2 separate regions of the Mus musculus genome follow, and region 2 is linked to region 1. Evidence: chromatin contacts called from public ChIA-PET data. All regions are on one chromosome and are shown on one strand. Each heading gives the region's core, a stretch centred on a gene start, on an enhancer-like site or on the middle of the called end of the contact. The rest is flanking DNA. Distances are from core to core; before and after follow the strand shown. Region 1 holds the start of Entpd1 (ectonucleoside triphosphate diphosphohydrolase 1). Region 2 holds the start of Dntt (deoxynucleotidyltransferase, terminal).

Evidence for each region. ChIA-PET counts read pairs in DNA pulled down with a chosen protein or histone mark.
Region 2: an RNA polymerase II ChIA-PET map of memory CD8 T cells shows a contact between it and region 1, with 11 read pairs. The contact joins the promoter of Dntt here to the promoter of Entpd1 in region 1. A contact is called at or near these places in 1 of 484 Hi-C or Micro-C datasets (LSK cells), 2 of 115 datasets of contacts at active chromatin or transcription factors (bone marrow-derived macrophages and memory CD8 T cells) and 1 of 9 other capture datasets (embryonic stem cells).

The regions. Positions count from the first base shown.
Region 1 is chr19:40,658,050-40,662,121 of GRCm38.p6, reverse strand. Entpd1 (ectonucleoside triphosphate diphosphohydrolase 1) reads right to left here and starts at 2,352. Exons shown (of 10, transcript NM_009848.4): 1 at 2,222-2,352. The coding sequence starts at 2,237.
Region 2 is chr19:41,027,290-41,031,361 of GRCm38.p6, reverse strand. Dntt (deoxynucleotidyltransferase, terminal) reads right to left here and starts at 2,087. Exons shown (of 11, transcript NM_001043228.1): 1 at 1,721-2,087. The coding sequence starts at 1,923.

The DNA of each region.
Region 1 (4,072 bases), core at 1,103-3,602:
TCTGAGATAGTGTCAACCTCAAGGACTTATCCTTGTGGCTTAGGAGCTGATTCATCATAAGGACATCAGAGAACATTACAGACCTTATGTGGTGAAAACTGCTAGTCCAACTCGGGGCCACGGACTTGTCTTGTGGCTTTTACTGAATCAATAACCTAGCTCAGTATTCTTCCCCAGTGACTTCCGAAGCTGGTTCGTGAGTACCCAGCCACCTTCTGCCCTCTGTCATGACAGAGGCCTCTTTCCCACCACTCTGCCTGCCTGGACAAAGTGGCTATTCTTTTTAAGACTTAAAAAAAAAAAAAAAAAGGTGCACTTGAGCACTTGATATCATACATCCAAAGTTGAATCCAAAAATTAGCATTGTGGGCTAAAAAGTGTCATAGAGTGAAGGAAAATGAGCGTGATGAACACCACTTTAAAACTGGTTGAGGTGGCCAAGGCAGGTCCTGAGCTAGGCCAAAGGATGGGAGAAGGCTTAACAGGGAGAGCAATATTCAAGAAAAATCTAGGAGTAAGAGCAGTAGTCTGTATTTATTGAGCACACAGTCTACATTAGTTACAGGTATTATTCTCTCCATTTCACAGGTGAGAAAGCTGAGGCTCACAGAAAAAAAAAACAGAAAGAAAGAAAGAGAGAGAGAGAGAGAGAGAGAGATGGAGCTGAACTCAAACAGAGGTGGGCTGACTCCAGGATAAAGAAGAAAAAAAGGTGAGCTAGGCCTCCAAGATGGAGGAAAGTGCCTTGCTGCTGACTGAGCAGGAGGAAAGACCAGGTCCCTGGGGAACTGAAAGTAGCTTGGTGAGTACTAGCTGGGGGGTGGGGACACATGTTCAGAAGAGAAACCAGAAGTAGAAGAACTCTAGTTAGATGTAAGACTTTTTGACACCTAGACAGACGTTTGATTCATAGGCTCTAACCCCTCCAAGCCTCAGACCCTCTCTTTCGTAAAAGACCATACAGAATAACAATGTCTGCCTCTCTCCCAGAAGGAATGACCATTAACACCAACTGAGATTGGTGGTGTAGACTTCACGAAAAAATACAAGTTCCTGCATAGACTAGATTTCATCTCCTCCCCACGAGCTTCAGAGACCCACAAGTCTAGCATCCAGTGGTCCAAGCTTCCGTCTTCCTAAGTAGCCTTGCCTGCGTCTACAGTTGCCACTTCCTAATTACAGGATCCCAAGGTGAGTTCTGCTCTTAGTTCCAGCACTGAATCCTCCAGGAAGTGGAGGTGATAGGGACAACACTTACCTTATATGGCTGATGAGAGGGAAGCTGAGCGGCACGTATGGGGAAAGGAGCACAGGTCCCAGCACACAGTAAATAAAACCTTAGGAAGCCCACACAGCTTTGGTCTGCTCTACGTGGGAAGAAATCTGTTTGCTAGTTCTCTAGTCCCTCTGCATCCTACGTGATAGAAATCTGTGAGCCTGTGAGAAGCTGGCGGTGCGATGAAGTAGGTTCGCGACCCTACATTCCCCCTTTGTTCCTGGCTCCCAAGGACTGGCAAGCAGCTAGCTCTCGGTCCTGGCAGAAAATGCCCAAAAGAGGTAAAAGGCAGAGACTGCACACCATTTGTGCAAACCAGTCTGCCCTTGCAGTTTCGTAGGCAAAAATCTAACATGGTCAGTTCGATCTGACCTGCTCTTTTAAGAGAACTCTTCCTTTCTTCCCTCCACCCCTTTCTCCCTCTCAGGGACAAGCACACTCCCCCACACAGCTTACAGCATTTTTACAACACGCACTCTGGGGTCCTGTTGTGACAGCCTCTTGCCACATTAACTTGCCTGTCCAACTCCCAGCAGAGAAGGAGCGAGAGTCTTTGCTAATGTCCCAGCAGGAAATTCGAACAAAACAAATCTACACGCAGAACCCAACATCTGCAAGCCAGGGACCCAAACCGACACTAGATGACTCCAGACCGTAGATGAAGCAGCTGCCTCTTTAGGTACAGAGGACTGGAAAAACAGTCACTTGCCGCTTAAAAAAACCACATCTGCATACCAATTAATTATGAATATTCATCGACTTCAGCCTACTCCAGGGCACTACAACCCTGAGCTCTGTCTGTTTCCCAAAGCTTTTTCTGCCTCGCTCAGGAGACAGGGAGAGTTCATTCAGGCTCTTTGCCTTTGGTTCTTTCAAGTACTCTCTTTGGGTCTGGGCTTTTTTTTTCCCCCTGAAGGGTTTGGATCAAATCAGTTCTGGTCTTACCCTTTATATCTTCCATAAGGGGCAGCTTTTTGTTTCCTTCCTCTTCCCTCGTCTGTCTTGGGTGTTTTTTGTTTTTGCTGTCTCTGCTTGCTGTGGTGGCTTTCTGCGAGAGAGGTACTCACGGTTCAGAGATATAACAGACCCTAGGGCTTGTGGGAGGGGCTAAATTAGCCAGCCCGGTTTCGGAAGGAACCTCAAGCCCGATGTCTTTTTCATTGACTAGAAATACAGATTGGGAGAGGAGCCGGCCAGCTCATTTCCCCTAGTTACTCGAAAGCTCACCGGGTTGTAATTTCTTTTTTCTAGGCTTGACGTAGTATGTGTTCAAAACTCACTCTCTCCTTCCCCTTCCTTCCTCTTTTCCTCCGTTATAGATCTCTCACCCCCTCTGTTACAGAAAATCTACTTTTATCCCTTGAAAAAGACATTTCTACTACTACCAAAAAAAAAAAAAAAAAAAAAAAAGAAGAAAAGAAAAGAAAAGAGAAAGAAAAAAGAGGAAAAAGCTCCAAGCCTTGCAACTATAATGTTGGTAGCCTTGAGACTCAACACCTGTGAGAGGAAGAGCTGCTCTTCCTACCACATAGAGCTGACCCCTTCCCAGTCCCTGATGAGCAATCACTCCTCAGTCTCATTGGAGAAGAATGCAGGCACTGGGGGAAGCTGCAGGCAAAGCCACACAGTTGTCCGGAAAGCCTTATGGGACCACTGAGCAAATTGCTCACTGGGTACCTCTTGCCAGCTGTGAAATGACAAACGTCATCCACTTTTCTCCAGCTTTGACTTCCTACCTCCAAAGCCCTAGGTACAGGGGTAGCCACGCCCAGGCTTCCGTAAGGTGACCCAAATGCAGGTGAAGTGTGAACTTGTTTTGAAATGAAGAGGTCTGAAGTGTGGGCTGGCCCTCAGGGAGGACGGTGTAAGTCCTCAGATCCCAAAGCCACTTGGACAGCTTCTCCTTAAAAAGCTGCTTGTAATCTTAGTTGTGAGGTTTGAAAGAGACCTGCGGAGTCCCATCAACCCAAGATGACAGCAAGAAAAACGAAGCCACCTGCCCCTATTTGCATGCTACAAGGCATGGAGACGACCCCTCCTGTTTACCACCTCACTTCCAACGACAGATTCTTCCACAGTGCTCACACACAGTACTCAGTAAACCCCAAGTGAGTTCATGAATGAACAGCCAGCCACATTGCCCGACTATAGATCCAGCCTTCTGATTCCTAGTTCATGGAGGTTTTGTCGTTATTTGTTTGTTTGTTTTTCTGTATTTCCTTTATAGCAGAGAATTCGTGTCTGGAGCTAATTTTACCGTTAGACATAGTTCTTCCCCAAATCATTTATTTAGTGACCACTTAAGGTTGCTTTGAAGGAAATGTGTTCTCTGCTACACTTTCGTGTATTTGTAAAGGGGCGGGGCTCAGTTTTCAGTTTAGATGTCTGCTCCCTTGCACAATGCAGTGCCTGCCACACAGAACGTGCTCAGTGAATTCTGGATACTTTGATAAATCAGAACTATATAGCAAGACTTTCTGTATCTTACTTAATGGTGCATAACTATAGGAGTTTGCATTTAGAAGAATAATTAATCACACTAAATGAAAACTCTAATAAATGCCTTCTCTAGAACCAGTTTAAACTGCATTTCTAATCATGAATATTGGTTTGATATTGTCCTATGATAATAACATTGTTTTAAGTGACATAATGAGATATTTGCAAATATCAGCAATCTTTGTGGCTTTGTGACTGCATGTGTGCTCTATAAAAAATATGAAGTTCAGGCCTGGAGAGATGGCTCAGTGCTTGTGGAGCCTGGTAGCCTGAATCCAATCTTCAGAATCCTTGGTA
Region 2 (4,072 bases), core at 838-3,337, 370 kb before region 1:
AATGACTCTTTATCTGGGCACAGAAATTCTGTTATCGTCGGGGCTTCTGCTTCCTGTGATTCATCTTCCTCCTACAGCACGCGCGCGCACACACACACACACACACACGTTGAAAGTGTCTGTGCTCTCCGCCTGAGAACTTTGCTCCATCCTGAGCACAGCAGCGGCTTGCTCACCCATTTCCTGTCTCCCCAGCAGCAGGCATAGCTCTGGCTGCTGGCATCTGGGGCACCACTCTGATTCACCTCTCCAGCAAAGATACTTGCTTCGTGATCATCATCACCCCTGACACTTGCCTCGGCTCATTTGCTCCATTGGTGACTCAGTCCATGGGCCTCCAACAGATGTATGGACCTTTTATCAGAGAGCTTTCTGAGTGAGTGGCACCCTGCCTGATGGCTCTCCCTTTCCTGACTGGTCCCTGTTCAGTTCCTTTACCATGAAAAGCATCTTGGTAGCTGCTAAAACTTTTGATTTCTGTTTTTAACTTTCTCTTTGAAGATGTTTTTTCTGTTTTATCCCTCCCCCTTTACCTATCTAATCTCTTTCTCTTTTAAAGCTAACACTGTACATAAGGCTAACAGATTAGTTATACTCAAAAACGAGTTGAAATATTGGATTGTGTGAAAAGAACATCAAGGAATGAAGTTGAGAGTGGCTGTGATGACTTAAAACAAAAAATAGGAGACCATGTGACAAAGACTCAGAAAAGAGAGAAGCCCAGAACCTCAGGAATTTTTGATTGGGGACATTTTAGCAAAAAATCTAAAAAGATCCCCTCAGCTGGGCATGTGGAGTGTGAAATTCCTGAGTACTGACCTTGGAAATGTGTCTCCTCAATGTCTCCAAAGCCAGCATTTCATCAGCAAGAAACGTTTGGCAATTTTCTTTTAAATTCAAAGACTTTCCAAAATCCCAAGTGTAAAAGTCAGATCATCTCTGACACGGTATGTTCAGCACCCCTCCCAACTTGCATGGCTGAAGGCAGTGAACTGAGTGCCCCCCCACTCCCACTGTAACCCCAACACTTCTGTCTGCAGCCGTCAGGCACACCAGGGCCTTTTACTGGGACTTTCTGAATCGCTTTGATTCTTTTCATTGGGTCAAGAGAGTGAACGTACACAATAGTCAGCAAAACAATGATAATTGGTGCTTACTGAACGAGTGCAGATGGTAGCTTCAATCACCTCCCTGCCTAGACTCTGATCATAGCACACTGGGGTGCCATCTGTCACCCCTAGACAAACATCTTTAACCAGCATCTCTTCCTGAAGCCCACTTGGACCACCCTTTGGAAAACCATCACCAAGGCCAGTAAGGTACCTGTGGTGACTCACCTCAGCCTAGCCCACCATAGACCCTTAGCAGAGCAGGTGTGTATAAGTCAGAGCCAGACAATCAGAACACCCTCCCTGCTCCAAAGTAGCAATGTAAAAAATTGAACCCAATGGTGTTGGTTCAGTTTGGTACAGAATGGAATCGAGTGGTTTCTATGTGGTTCTCTGACTAGTTTTCTGGTTATCACTCCTGGATACTTAATCTCAGAGTCAGTCATGGGAAGCCATATTTTTTTTTAAAAATATTATTTTTTGGTACCAATTAGTTTCTATATAATCTCATTTAGTCCCCACTCATCTCCCTTAGCCAACTGGCCCCTTGGGTCCCTTGGGGACGTCCTCAGGGCTCCTGCATGCTTGCAAAGTGACCAGGGCTGTCCTACCTGAGCTCATTTTCCACCCTGAACCCTTTCCTTCGGGCCAGCTCCATGAGGAAGGCTCTTCGAGTTGTTCCCATCTTCTTTTCCAAAATGAAGAGGACCAAGTCTCGAAATCGGATGTCATAAGGCGTGGAAGCCACTGGGGTGCCCAGCTGCCTGGGTCTTTTCTTCCGAGGACCCAGGTGGACTGCTTGCAGTGGATCCATGGAAGCAGACAGTCTAGCTCTGTCTGTACCATCAGGTGGTGTCTCCAGAATGAGGGCTCTGATGTCCTCTCACCAGCAAACCCATAGGTACCACCCTGGTGACAACTTCCTGCTGAAGGAATGTCTCACTCTGATCAGGTCCTTTCTCCCAAAATGGAGCTCTTGACAGAAAGAACAGTGAACTTGGGTTTTCATACACTTGATCTCTGCAGTACCTCAGAATAAACTTATGAAGAAAGGGGGACCTCGCCACTGGTTGAGTACTGTTATTTATCTTTAGACATGTTCAAACCCTTTAGGTTGCATTTTAAAAGCCATTTTTTAAAAAATGTATTACATTTGCTTACTGCGCAAGGGGGCATGTGTGTGCATGCCATGACATCAGTGTGGCAGTCAGAGGCATCTTTCCCCCTCCACCGTTGTAGGTCCCAGGAATCAAACGTGGGTTGTCAGTCTTGGTAGCAAGCTTCTATCATCACCACTTAGTCATCTAACTGCTCCTGCTGACTTTATTCATTGATTCCTGCTTTACTCTAGCTCACTTCTATTCTTTCTCTCGGACCTACGTTATGGTACACTGGATGTCTGTAATTGGCACAGATGTGTTACATACAGCTGTTGTGATTTCACGTGAATGCCACCTGAATTTCTCACTCTGCTGGTTGCTTTTTTTTTTTTAATTTTTTTTTATTTTATGTGCATTGGTGTTGGAAGGTGTCAGATTCCCTGGAACTGGAATTGCAGACAGTTGTAAGCTGCCACATGGTTGCTGAGACTTGAACTCTGGCCTGCTGGAAGAGCAGTTAGTGCTCCTAACCACTGAGCTATCTCTCCTGGCCCCATGGTCACTTTTTTCCCAACAAGCCCATAACTGTGATTTTCCTGGCTCTGTCTACTCTGCTGCTTTAGTTACTATCGTTTTGCAGTGGGCACAGGACCACAGGCTCCCGTGTGTGAGCACATTTTATAGAAAGCTAAGGTTCAGACACTGCAGATCACAGAGTATGGGGCAAATGAGATCATGAATGCAGTTCTTCAGACTTCAACCGTGATGCAACTTAGTTTGTTTTTGGTTTCTATTTTTTCAGTGCACTAAGTTTCCAGAGAGTGGTCGCTACATAACTAACATAGGTCTCTGAGACGAGATGAGTTTTGGAGAAGAGTCATGGGCATGGAGTTAGGGACATTTTCACAGCCCTGTGCAAAATGAAAATTTCATCTTTAGTTAATATTACTTAGTAGGTCTCACTTCTGGAACACCTACTACAGGACCTAGGCAAGACCTCAAAACCTTTGCTGACTGAATTCTTATAAGACCATACTGCCAGCTAGATACCCATATAATACGGGGGGGGGGGGTTGTCAGTGCCCACAAAGTACCATACAGGCAGCGAGATGCAGCAGAGAAGATCCTCAGCCCCGCAAGCAACTTGCTCAAAGTCACAGAACAAATCAGTAGCCACCACTAAGAAATGGCTGAGTCAGGACTCGGAGTCAGGTTTGTCTGACTCCAAAATGTATATACTCTTGGGGCCGGTGAGATGGCTCAGTGAGTAAAGGAGCTTGCTGCCCATCCTCGAAACTTTGTGTTTCACCACAGCAGCTAGCACAGTGGAACGTGAAACTGATTCACACAAGTTGTCTTTTGATCTCCATAGAAGTACCAGGGCGCGTATGTGTGTGGGTGTGTGGGTGTGTGTGCGCGCACGTGCACACACACATGCACACATAAACTAAAAAATCAAAATTAAAAATGTATGCTCTTAACCAGACTGGTAGTACAATGCCTTTAATCCCAGCACTTAGGAGGCAGAGGTAGGAAGATCTCTGTGAGTTCAAGGTCAGCCTGGTCTATAGAGTCAGTTCCAGGGCAGCCAGGGCTACACAGAGAAACCCTGCCTCAAAAAAAAAAACAAAAAAAAAAAAAAAAAAAAAAAAAACAAAAAACAAAAAGCAAAAACAAATATATATGTGTACACACACACACATGTATTTACACACATACACATACCAAACAGCCTCCTTCTGTCATGCCTCCTTACCCAGTAATAAATATGGACCCTTCTCATGTATTCCACCACAGCATTTGGGACTTTTACTGCCTTCAAGAGCGTATGAACGCATGAGCACCTCAGCACTGCCAAAGGAG